Regions from separate parts of the Hordeum vulgare genome. Here region 1 is linked to region 2. The links are chromatin contacts, called in public Hi-C maps. All regions are on one chromosome and are shown on one strand. The core of a region is the stretch at or near the end of the contact, and the rest is flanking DNA. Distances in the headings are between cores, read along the strand shown. Region 1 holds the start of LOC123429248 (serine carboxypeptidase-like 50). Region 2 holds the start of LOC123424497.

The links. Hi-C and Micro-C count contacts between places; a contact is called where the count stands out from the background.
Region 1: a Hi-C map of seedling shows a contact between it and region 2, with 4 times the contacts expected there. The contact joins the promoter of LOC123429248 here to the promoter of LOC123424497 in region 2. A contact is called at or near these places in 2 of 6 Hi-C or Micro-C datasets (leaf and seedling).

Annotation. Positions count from the first base shown.
Region 1 is chr2H:17,575,778-17,581,076 of MorexV3_pseudomolecules_assembly, reverse strand. LOC123429248 (serine carboxypeptidase-like 50) reads left to right here and starts at 3,605. Exons shown (of 1, transcript XM_045113304.1): 1 at 3,605-5,283. The coding sequence starts at 3,768. The coding sequence ends at 5,126.
Region 2 is chr2H:17,331,729-17,337,327 of MorexV3_pseudomolecules_assembly, reverse strand. It overlaps LOC123424497, which reads left to right and starts at 2,806. Exons shown (of 11, transcript XM_045108116.1): 1 at 2,806-3,181; 2 at 3,507-3,699; 3 at 3,804-3,857; 4 at 4,835-4,941. The coding sequence starts at 3,081. It overlaps LOC123424498 (lactoylglutathione lyase), which reads right to left and starts at 2,708. Exons shown (of 8, transcript XM_045108117.1): 1 at 2,573-2,708; 2 at 2,352-2,492; 3 at 1,652-1,713; 4 at 970-1,030; 5 at 799-878; 6 at 614-684; 7 at 424-513. The coding sequence starts at 2,686.

The DNA.
Region 1 (5,299 bases), core at 2,356-4,855, 240 kb before region 2:
TGCGTTTCTAACCTCCGTGGATGTAGTAGCGTGCGTTCATGGTTGCAACCCTTGTAAAAAACAATATGGTTGCAACAAAACAGAACGATAAATGTAGCAAAATTGTATAATGGTTGCAGCATTTTCCATCATGGTTGCAACTCGCCCATGGCCCTGTTTGGATCCCACTGCTAGAGCTAGTTTGAGCTGAACTAGCTCCCAAAGTATCCAAACACATGGGCTAGTTTGGGTTAGATGCAAACTAACCCACCAAAAAAACTAGCCCTGAGAAGAAGTGCTAATTGGAGCTAGTTGGGGATGGACAGGTAAAAAAATAATATTTTAACCGCATCGGATCCTTTCCTCTCCATCCTCCCGCATCGCACGTCGCTCGGCCTGCTCGCCCCGCCCGGCCGCGCTCGCCCCCGCCGGCCGCGCTCGCCCCGCCCGCCGCGCTCGCCCCCGCCGGCCGCGCTCGCCCCGCTCACCCCGCCGGCCACGCTCGCCCCGCTCGGCCTGCTCGCCCCGCCGGCCGCGCTCTCCCCCGCTCGGCCTGCTCGCCCCCGCCGGCCACCTCCGTCGCGTCCCGTCCAGGCCGCCTCGTCCACCTGCCACCGGTCGCCTCCATCCTCCTCCATATCCCTGCACCAGGGCTACACAAAAGCTGGCCACAACAAATCCTGGTTAAAAGATACACATGATTAAAAAAATGCATTTATTGTCAAACTAACCTTTGCATCCAAACACCACCAAAGGCTAGAGTTAGTTCATGGTTAGACTAAAGTTAAAAACTAACTCTAACCTCTAGCCAAGTTAGAGTATCCAAACAGGGCCCATGTCAACGGTTGTAGCAAAAAACAATACGGTTGCGACAACAAAAAATGACTGATGTAGCAAATTTGTATTATGATTGCAGCATTTTCCATCATGGTTGCAACTCGTCCATGTCAACGGTTGTAGCAAAAAAAGAATACAGTCGCAGCAAAAAAGAATGACTGATGTAGCAAATTTGTATAATGATTGCACCATTTTTTCATCATGGTTGCAACTCCGGCTACAAAACTCCGGCGAAGTTTGGTTGCAACTCTCATGGACGTGGTTGTAACTTCTTTTATCAACGGTTGAAACTTCTTTTAAATACTATCTAAACAAGTAACGTACATCCGTTCATTTACTTCTTCAATATTTTCTGAAATAATTGTGAAAAATATTTTTCAAAAATCAGAATTTTTGAAAGAATTCTGAACAAATTTTAAAATCTAAACAATTTTATCAAAAAGTGAATTAAAATACACACTGAACATTTTCATAGTATACGGTGACCTGAATTTAAATACACACTAAAGGTTTTCTAAAATATATGGTGAACTTTTTTCAAATACATGCTGAACAAAATTTCTATACACGATAAACATTTTCCATAAACAGTGTTTTTTTCAGTGTACACAGAACAAAATTTTAAATAAATGTACAGCAAACAAATTTCTTCAACACGGTGATTTTTTAACACATGAATAACTTTTCAAAAACGAACAAAACTAGAATTTATAACTTTTATATGGAATTCTGAACTTTCTTTAAACCTGAGTAAATTTGGAACTTTTTTATATGAAATGCGTGATTAGGAAACTCACATGCAGCTGCAAAATCATTTGGTGGAGCATATGTAAGCTCATGTTGGCAACTAATAGATGTATCTTTTTTCATATGTATTTGAGACAATTTAATTTTTATACTGTTTGTAAAACTATACTTATTTATTTGAAAAACTATGTTTTATTTGGTTGCCAAACTATGCTATTTTTTCATGTCTACTTGTCTAATAATGCAAAACCGTGTGTATATTTGTTGAAAAATGACGGCCAGCCGGCCACGGCAGTAAATTTGTGTCAGCCACGGCAGTAAATTTGTGTCGCGAACGTTGGGCGTACTGTCGACCCAAGGACGGACGACCAGCAGGTGGCCGACCCAAACGAACAAAAAACCGTTCGTTTGGGTCGGCACGTTGGAGTTTCCCTAAATGATAACATCCACACGATATTGAATGCTTTTGTGGCTCTCGACCCAGATGACAAGTGCTCGAATATTCCTGTAAAAAAGTCAAAAGGCATGGTCTGCATTTAGGCCAATTATCACACATGTAGACATTATCATTTGGTAAATATATCATGGTTTTGATTGTTGAAAAATAAAAGGAAATCTTACACGGTGAAGCAAGGTGATCGCTAGGCGTCGGCGGTTCGACCCAAGAGTTCGACAGGTTGTGTGCAGACCGTCAAATTAGGCATTATGTAGCCGCCCGATCCTACGACCCACTCATCTTATCTTCTTCCCCAAACCACTTCGTACCGTATCAGAAACAGGCATGTGTGAGTCCTTCCACGTTGCATGCTGCATCCATCTCACGTGCCACAACTCGCTGCAACTGCCACTGCCCTGTAGTCCTCGAACCAACACCGTAGGCAGGACCGTCGCTCCCATATCCGGTGGCGATTGAAACCCATCCTTCCTGGGTTTGCAAAAACAGTTTTTGCTCCCAAGGTTGTAACTCTCCGGGCACTTGGTTTCCGCACACGGAAATCATGATAGCGGCGACGCTGGTCGCGAAGCTCCACACACCGATGGTCGCCAACATCGTGGCTCGCCCCGCGTCACAGCTCTGACAACACGGATGTAGCGTCGCCGCAAAATGCTTGCAGGTCTGGTGCACATGGATGTAACTTCTTCAGTACACGGTTGAAGCATTTTTGTGATGGCAGAGTCGCTGGTTGCAGCTCTGGTGACACGGTTGTAGCAAAATCAAAATGGTTGCAACTTTGACGTATGTGGATGTAGCTTGTGCGGAACGCGGTTGAAGTATTTTGCCGAGGACGGCGTTGCTGGTTGCAGTGTGTGCATCGTTGTAGCTTTTCCGAGAGCTGGTTGTAGCTTCCATGATACACGGTTGTAACATTTTCGGCGACGTCGTCGGCGGCGGGTGTAGTCCGTGGATGTACAGTTGCAGCTTGTGTGTACACGGTTCCAGCAATTGGTGTCGCTAGTTCCAGCGAAACACCTTGCCGTTTGTAGCAAAACGATGTCGTTGGGTCATGTCGCCCGTCGTGGTAAGTGTTGGAGCATCTCCCGCATGGTCAGCTCCCTTGCAGCACCCCGGTGGCAGCCGTGGCAGCTCCAATGGACGGAGAGTTGTGGCGCTGGGCGGCTGCGGGACAGAGCACGCAGGAGGAGGATGGCTTCTTGTCGCCTGCATGCTTGTGAGGAAGAAAGAAAAAAGGAGCAAGGAGAAGTGCAACACAAACGCGGGAGGTGGAGAGAGAGAGAGAAAGAAGAGGTGGGCAGCACCGATGGAGAGAGATGTGCAAGGAAAGGAAGAGCTGGGCAGTGTCGGTGGGGAAATTTTTCTGACCACAAACAACAGAAGGGGATAAGGGAAGAAGGCGAGCAGCGCGCTGCAGGAGGCCCATGGAACGCGTTCGATCTATATGGGTCCTACGCGTAACACACATCCGGCTGAATCGTTCGGCGGTGTGTCAATTGTAAACATTTCCTTTGAAGAAAGGCGACTCGTTTTTTTAGAAACAGGAAGACGACTAGGTTTTTTATTTATAAAAACTTGTCACCTCAAACTACTAGCCGTTGTCAAACAAAAAAAACTTGTCACCTCTCCGCGCACTCGGTAAAGTTTCCCCGAAAAAAAAAAAGTTACTGTGAAGCCCAGAGTCAACGAAGCTGCTGCGCTGAACACTCCACCAACTAGCCGATCCGATCCGATCCGATCCGATCGATCCATGGCTCCGCCGCGTCCGTTCCTCGCCACCGTCCTCCTTGCAGCCACCGTCTCCGTCTCGCTCGCGGCGGCTTTCCCGAAGGAGGCCCAGCCTACCAGCTCCGGCTACCTGCCGGTGGACTCGCGCACCAACGCCTCCCTCTTCTACGCCTTCTACGAGGCCAGCCACCCGCTCACCGCGCCGGCCGACACGCCGCTGCTCCTCTGGCTGCAGGGCGGGCCCGGCTGCTCCAGCCTCGTCGGCAACTTCTTCGAGCTTGGCCCCTACATCGTCGCCCCCGACGGTGCCTCGCTCTCCCGCAACCCCTTCGCGTGGAACCGCCGCTCCGGGCTCCTCTTCCTCGACAGCCCGCTCGGCACCGGCTTCAGCGCCGCGCCATCCCCCGCCGCCATCCCGCGGGACCAGTCCGCCGTCGCCGCGCACGTCCTCGCCGCGCTCCAGTCGTTCTTCGACGCCAGCCCGCCCTCCTTCCGCGCGCGCCCCTTCTTCCTCTCCGGCGAGAGCTACGCCGGGAAGTACGTCCCGGCCGCCGGGGCGCTTATCCTCGCCGCGAACCCGAGCCTGCCTGCGGGGCGGCGGGTCAACCTCCGCGGCGCCGCCATCGGCAACGGGCTCACGCACCCCGTCGCGCAGCTGCCCACGCACGCCGACTCGGCCTACTTCACCGGGCTCATCAACGCGCGCCAGCGGCGGGAGCTGGAGGCGCTGCAGGCGGAGGCGGTGGCGCTGGCGCGGGCGGCGCGGTGGCGGGAGGCTTCGGACGCGCGGGGCCGCGTGCGCTCGTGGCTGCTGAACGCCACCGGGCTCGCCACGCTCTACGACTTGGCCAGGCAGCGGCCCTACGCGACGGCGGCCGTGGGGCGGTTCGTGAACCGGGCGGAGGTGAAGGCGGCGCTGGGCGCGCGCCGGGACGTGGCGTGGGAGCAGTGCAGCCGGGCGGTGAGGGACGCGATGCACGAGGACATGATGAAGAGCGTCAAGCCGGAGGTGGAGGCGCTGCTCCGGCGGCGGACGCGCCTGCTGCTGTACCAGGGCATCCGCGACCCCTGGATCGGCGTGGTGTCGCAGGAGGCGTGGATGAAGGAGCTGAGCTGGGGCGGGCTCCGCGCGTTCGAGGAAGCCGAGCGCGTGGTGTGGCGGACCGGCGGCGTCGGCGAGGAGAAGGAGCTCGCCGGGTACGTGCAGCGGTCGGGGGCGCTGACGCACGCCGTGGTGTACGGCGCTGGGCACATGGTGCCGGTCGACAATGGGCGCGCGGCGCAGGAGATGATCGAGGGGTGGGTCACGGAGACAGGGGTGTTCGGCGGCGGCGTCTCGCCCCGGTTGACGCCGGCCGGCGCCCAGGTCGCGGTGTCCTGATGACGCTGCTGGTCGACGAAACTGGTTTCGTGCTGTCCAACAATTGTTCAATACAGAGTTGATATCTTCAAGGATCAATGTGTAACAGAGGCATGGGCTATTTAGAAAACAGAGTCAATCTTAACAAATATAGCTGAAGAAATTTCACAGATTGATGAGATGAAAAGTAGTTC
Region 2 (5,599 bases), core at 1,557-4,056:
ATAATAAAAGAGAAATAGTGGGAACATGTAATGTTGAATTGGCTGTCCTCGAAAGTACGAAGGTGAAAAGCTCAATATATCCTCACAAAGTCAAAACCAATCAATAGTTTGGGGACAACTCTAGATGGAAGCATTGCCGGAACAACTCAAATAATGAAACATATCAATAGTTGAGGACAATTCTAGATAACAGCAATGAATAACTGTGTGCACCAACATAAAAGCACTATACCACCACCCAAAAAAATAGAGCAACTCGTTAATATGACAGTCCTATTCATATAAGTCTTTAAACTAAGTTTCTTGCTTTCTCCCTTAACATTGGTCATGAATTGTATTGGAAGTTCGGTATCAAGGTCATATGCAATGCCAATACAACACATAATATTGATGATGTAAAAGAAGTAAGCAACATAGTTTTACCATCATCTGGCTTCTTCACAAACTCGACCCCCAGACGTTCGAAGCGCTCACATGCCTTATAGACATCATCCACAGTTACCCCTATATGGCCTGAATAAACAAGAACAAGATATGAGAATTGCAGCATCTAAGATATTCATGGTGAGTTGCAGCTGTAACATTTTTAAACATAAATTTGTGTTGCACATACCGAATCCACGAGGGTCAGAGTTCCCATTATGGTACCCTTTGAATTCAGGATCATTTTCTGTGCCCCAGTTGCTACAGTGAAACCAGGAGTTTATTAATGTATTAGTGGGCGGTTGGTGCTACTTAGAAACAATCAAGGACATATTCACTGAGATAAGGAGAATATTAAAAAGTAACAGAACATACTGAGTGAGCTCGATTGTAGCCTTTTGCCCAAAAGTCCATCCAGTCCGCTGGACAGGATCAACAGGGGCTGCGGACAAATCCTATCGGCAATGGCAAGGTAAAGAACCAGAGGCGTTAGCTGATTCAAGTAAATTGTCACATTCAAGTTTCCCCTAATCAAGAAACTCTTACCTCGTAACCAAGAAAATACAAACTGAATTTCATCTCTGGAAAATCCAACCTTTTCAGCAACCTGGTTTTGTTGGTTTTGTTGGTTTTGTTAACAAAACATTAAAAAAAAACAGCAAACGGTTACTATCGAATGACAGTGCAATGTGGTTTTGATGCACACTCGTAGTGTAACTACATTTGATACAGTCTGCAATTCCCTATTCATTAGCATGTCTATGAACCTCTAGGTCACTAATCGTATTCTGCTGCTTGTACACTTGAGAATTCATAACTTCGGTGCCTTTTTGTACAAAATAGACATGCGGTAAATTATAACAATTTGAAGCACATCCAGCAAGAGGCCAAAACTAAGACCTTGAGCTTTCTGTGTGCAGTAGAACTGAATTATACAGCCTATATCTTTTCGCGCCAGATCCTTGTTGCTCCAGGTACCAATTACAGAATTACACATTTCAACGCAATTACTTCCACCAGTACTCCATGTTGGTTTGCCATACATACTATAGGAGAAAATTCAGAGCATGACTTGATATGCAATGATACTAGCTTTTCTTGAAAACCCAACAAAAAAAAATAGAACATTTACAGATTTCACTAAGGAAATCGATGGCCCATGGATGTCCTGTCCTTCTCACATGCACAAACACATCATCTGAAGGAAGACAAAAGAAAGAAAACTTACGACATGCCCATCACGCGCGAGTAGAAGTCAAGGCTCACTTTTGGGTCCTTCACGCGGAACATCTGCAAGTTGGAACCAATATTCATTATGGTAAGAGCAACCGACTGGAACAACCGGAAATGCCGCTAGTAACAAGCTGGTCCACCAACTGTTCGGCCAATAGCAGAACAAATGATGCTTCATGGCCTAGTAGTACAATGACACTAAAAATTTCCTCAGTATATAGCGAAGCATCCAAAGCATCCCTATTGAAAGTACAACCCCATGAATGTCCTTGATGAATCGCCTATGCTACACCCAAACACACAACTTCCAGCATTCCATAGAACAGCTACATACCCCGAGTGTTGAAATGAACATATGCGCAGGCAGCAGCAAGCATAGTGGGCCAAGCAAACAGAGTGGGATGCTAAGCTGACATTGCAGTTCGCAAAAACCAACAATCCGGTCACATTGAACTGACAGACCCCATCACTTCGTCCGACAACAGGTGTTGTTTCCTCTCAATTTCACAACCTGAAACTACAGGCGCCCAGGGACCACCAGCTGTTGGACGGACTGCCTCGGCCAAATCCGGCCACATGGTCTCTTCCGCTCCACAGATCAAACCCACGGAGGCGCAAATTCGTACCGGATAACGCGCACGCCCGCTCAATCGGCGGCTAAACGAAGTGGGAAACAGGGGGAGGGAGTGGCTTACGGTCTGCTGCATGAAGTAGCCCTTGGTGGCGGGGTCGACCTCGGCCTGCAGGCCCGGGTTGTTGGCCGGCGCCTCCTTGGCCCCCGACGACGTCGACATGGCGGCTGCGGCGAGCGCGGGCGGGTAGGACCGTCCGAATCCCTGCAGAACCCCCGACCGATCAGAAACCGTGAGCGCAAGTGCGAGAAGCGCAACGACCTAGTATCAGTTCGCCCGGAGACCTTGGGCTGTGCGAGGCGGAGGCCGCGCGGCGCGGAGGCGGAGGCGGAGGAGAGGCGGCGTAGGGCGTGGGAGGAGAGGAGGAGGGAGGAGCGGAGGAGTGAGGCGGCGGGCATGGCGAAGGGGCGCGGCGGGATTATAAACGATTATTTAGGGGATAGAGAGAAATGGAGAAAAAGGCTGGGGTGGTGAGCTGGCGTGCGGTGCGTGCCGGTTCTGGATTGGTGCGCTGGCAGGGTGCGACGCGCCACGTCTGTGCGCCTGGCGGGCCACGTGTCGGTGTTGGTGACCGGCGCCGGAGAGAGATCCGCTCGCCCGTCTTCCTCCCCTGCTCTGCTCCGTCTCCGTCTCCCTTCCCCTTGCTTGCCCCAGTCGAGAGTCTCCTCCGCTGGCGGGGCATCGGGTCCTTCCTACCCAAGCCGCTTGCGTGGTAAGGAAATACCCGGCCGGGGAAACTGACGGTTTCTTCCCACGCGCGTCCCCTCCTGATCCCCTTCTCCCCCCGTCGCGATGGCGGCGCCGCCTTCCACCTCCTCGCCGTCCGGGGAGGTCCCCGTGGAGAGATCGCCGACTGACCTGACCGGCGGCGACGGCCAGGCAGCGCCCTCGAGGTATGCTCCGTCTTCCCATCTGTCCGTCTCTTCTCCCCTCTTCGCTTCGTAGCTGTAGCAGGCACACAATTCGACCGTGGAAGCAAAAAATTCCGATCGGCACAACTGCCCAGGACTAGACAGACTTGACAAATTAAGCGTTGCGATTTCCTATTTGGCGTCAGGGTAGCTACGCTCATTGCCTGTGCTGCTTCGGTGCTCTTCTCCTCCAACACGGTTACTGCTGATGCAGTGTCTATAACAGGGTCACACTTACTGTTTTGTGCACAATTCTTCGGATGCTTACACAAGACAACTACTGTTTTGTGCACAATTCTGTGTCCAGGGCCGAATTGCTTAGCATGGTGAAGAAGCATTCACATCTGATCGGGTGGACTGTCGTCGAGGCCGAAGACGATCCATCGGACGTCGAGATGGACGACAAATTCTGGCATGAGATGCTTGACCTTTTCTTCGTGCGTGGTAGGGTCTCAAGGAGCAGGGAGGAGGACGACCTCGTCTTCTTTGTCAATAGCTCGGTACCTTCTAGTCCTGCTGATTTCCCCCTTATGTTAGCCTGATATGTACGATATTGCCCTGTGGAATGTGGATCTCACCGTTTGTTTGTTGCTGCTGGCTGTAGATGCAGAAAATGGAAGATCTGCCTCCCTTTTTCGTGCGCAGATGGGCTCCTACGGTACATGAAGCTACACTAAATCCACTTCACTTCAGATTTTTTGGTTAATTCTCGAGGCTTCCTTGCTAGTGTAGATTCAAGAAAGTTTTATAAAATATATACATTATTTCTTCATTTTTGTTGTATTTGTATGTTCTCTACTGTTGAGTTAATTAATTCAGTTGCAACAATAACAAGTATGCTCTGTATTCAGTCAAGCTCACAGTTTCTGTAACTATTGTTAAAACTTAAAATAAACTGCTTTTTAAGGGAAAAAGTTCCCATTGTTTTATTTCATTAACCCTATATATAAAAAGTTATATTCTAATTTGTTGTTCTTAACTGCTGAATGAGCCTTTTTCGGGTACAAGCTACACAATTTTCATATGTACTCCCTCTGTACCACAGTACTCGTCGCTGGGGGAACTTGCATTGGTTTTCCCCAACGACAAGTATTTAGGTACAGAGGGAGTATAACAGTAATGAACATACAGTACAACAACAACAACATATCCTTTAGTCCTAAACAAGCTGGGGTAGGCTAAAGGTGAAACCCATAAGATCTCGCGACCAACTCATGGTTCTGGCACATGGATAGCAAGCTTCCACGCACCTCTGTTCATGGCTAGTTTTTTGGTGATACTCCAGTCCTTCAAATCTCTCTTTACGGACTCCTCCCATGTCAAGTTCGGTCTAACCCGGCCTCTTTTGACATTATCAGCACGCTTTAGCCGTACGCTTTGCACTGGAGCTTGACGACAATGTTAGATCCCTTACCATTTGTAACTTTGTATGCATGAACAGATGAACACTCGATTCAGTAATTTTCATGTTTGTGAGGTGTAATTTTTAAGACTAGTGACAATGGGGAAATCCTTATCAGTGTTCTTTTATGTCTTATATCTGGTTAACATAGTGTTAGTTGGAGAACCCATGATAAGAACAATTACTCTTTGTTGAATTACTGGGCTAAATATGCTCCTTTTTGCAATTGCCAGCTTGAAAAGCTCATCAATGCTAATTCAACTGAGGTTGATTGGGAACGTTCGTTCTATTTGAATTTAGTCGCTCACACGTCATATACCGTCACAGTGGCATTGTGCAGGTATGTTTCTGTGGCACTTCTGCTAAGATCTTACAAGCTTTTTATGCTCTGAACAATTAGCTATAAGTATGCATAAGAACAACTAAAAACCCTTTTTGGTGATCTATTGAGGTGTCATGGCTGGTGTGCGAGACACTGGAGTTGAGACATATATTCATGAGGCGCCACCGTATAGAAGAGGCTTAATAACAGTGGCGCAGAGTGCATGTGTGTTCAGCATGGATGTTGCCGTGTGTTGAGCTGTAGGCTATATATAAGCAAGTCTGTACCCAGAGAATGGTTAAGCTGAACAAACAGAGAGAAATCTACCAATTATCCTTTTACTCTCTATTATTCCTCTTCTTCTCCAAGCCTTCGTGCTTGCTATCTTCATCGCGTCTTGGAGGATCGCCAATGGCAACGGGATGCTAAATAAAGTAAATCCTTATATTAATACAACACTTTTGGTCTGTTGCTATAGTCAGTTAAAGAACTACCCAGATTTTTGGTTCATAGTTTCTCACCCTTTATCAAAATCTGAGACGGTTGACAAATAATGATTGTCATGTCATCTAATTCCGTATTGAAACAGCACTCTCTGTTTCAACTACATGTTGAGAAACGGGTCTGGGTTGGTGCTACAGTCACACTTTTTTCATTAGCTGACTGAACAATTTGC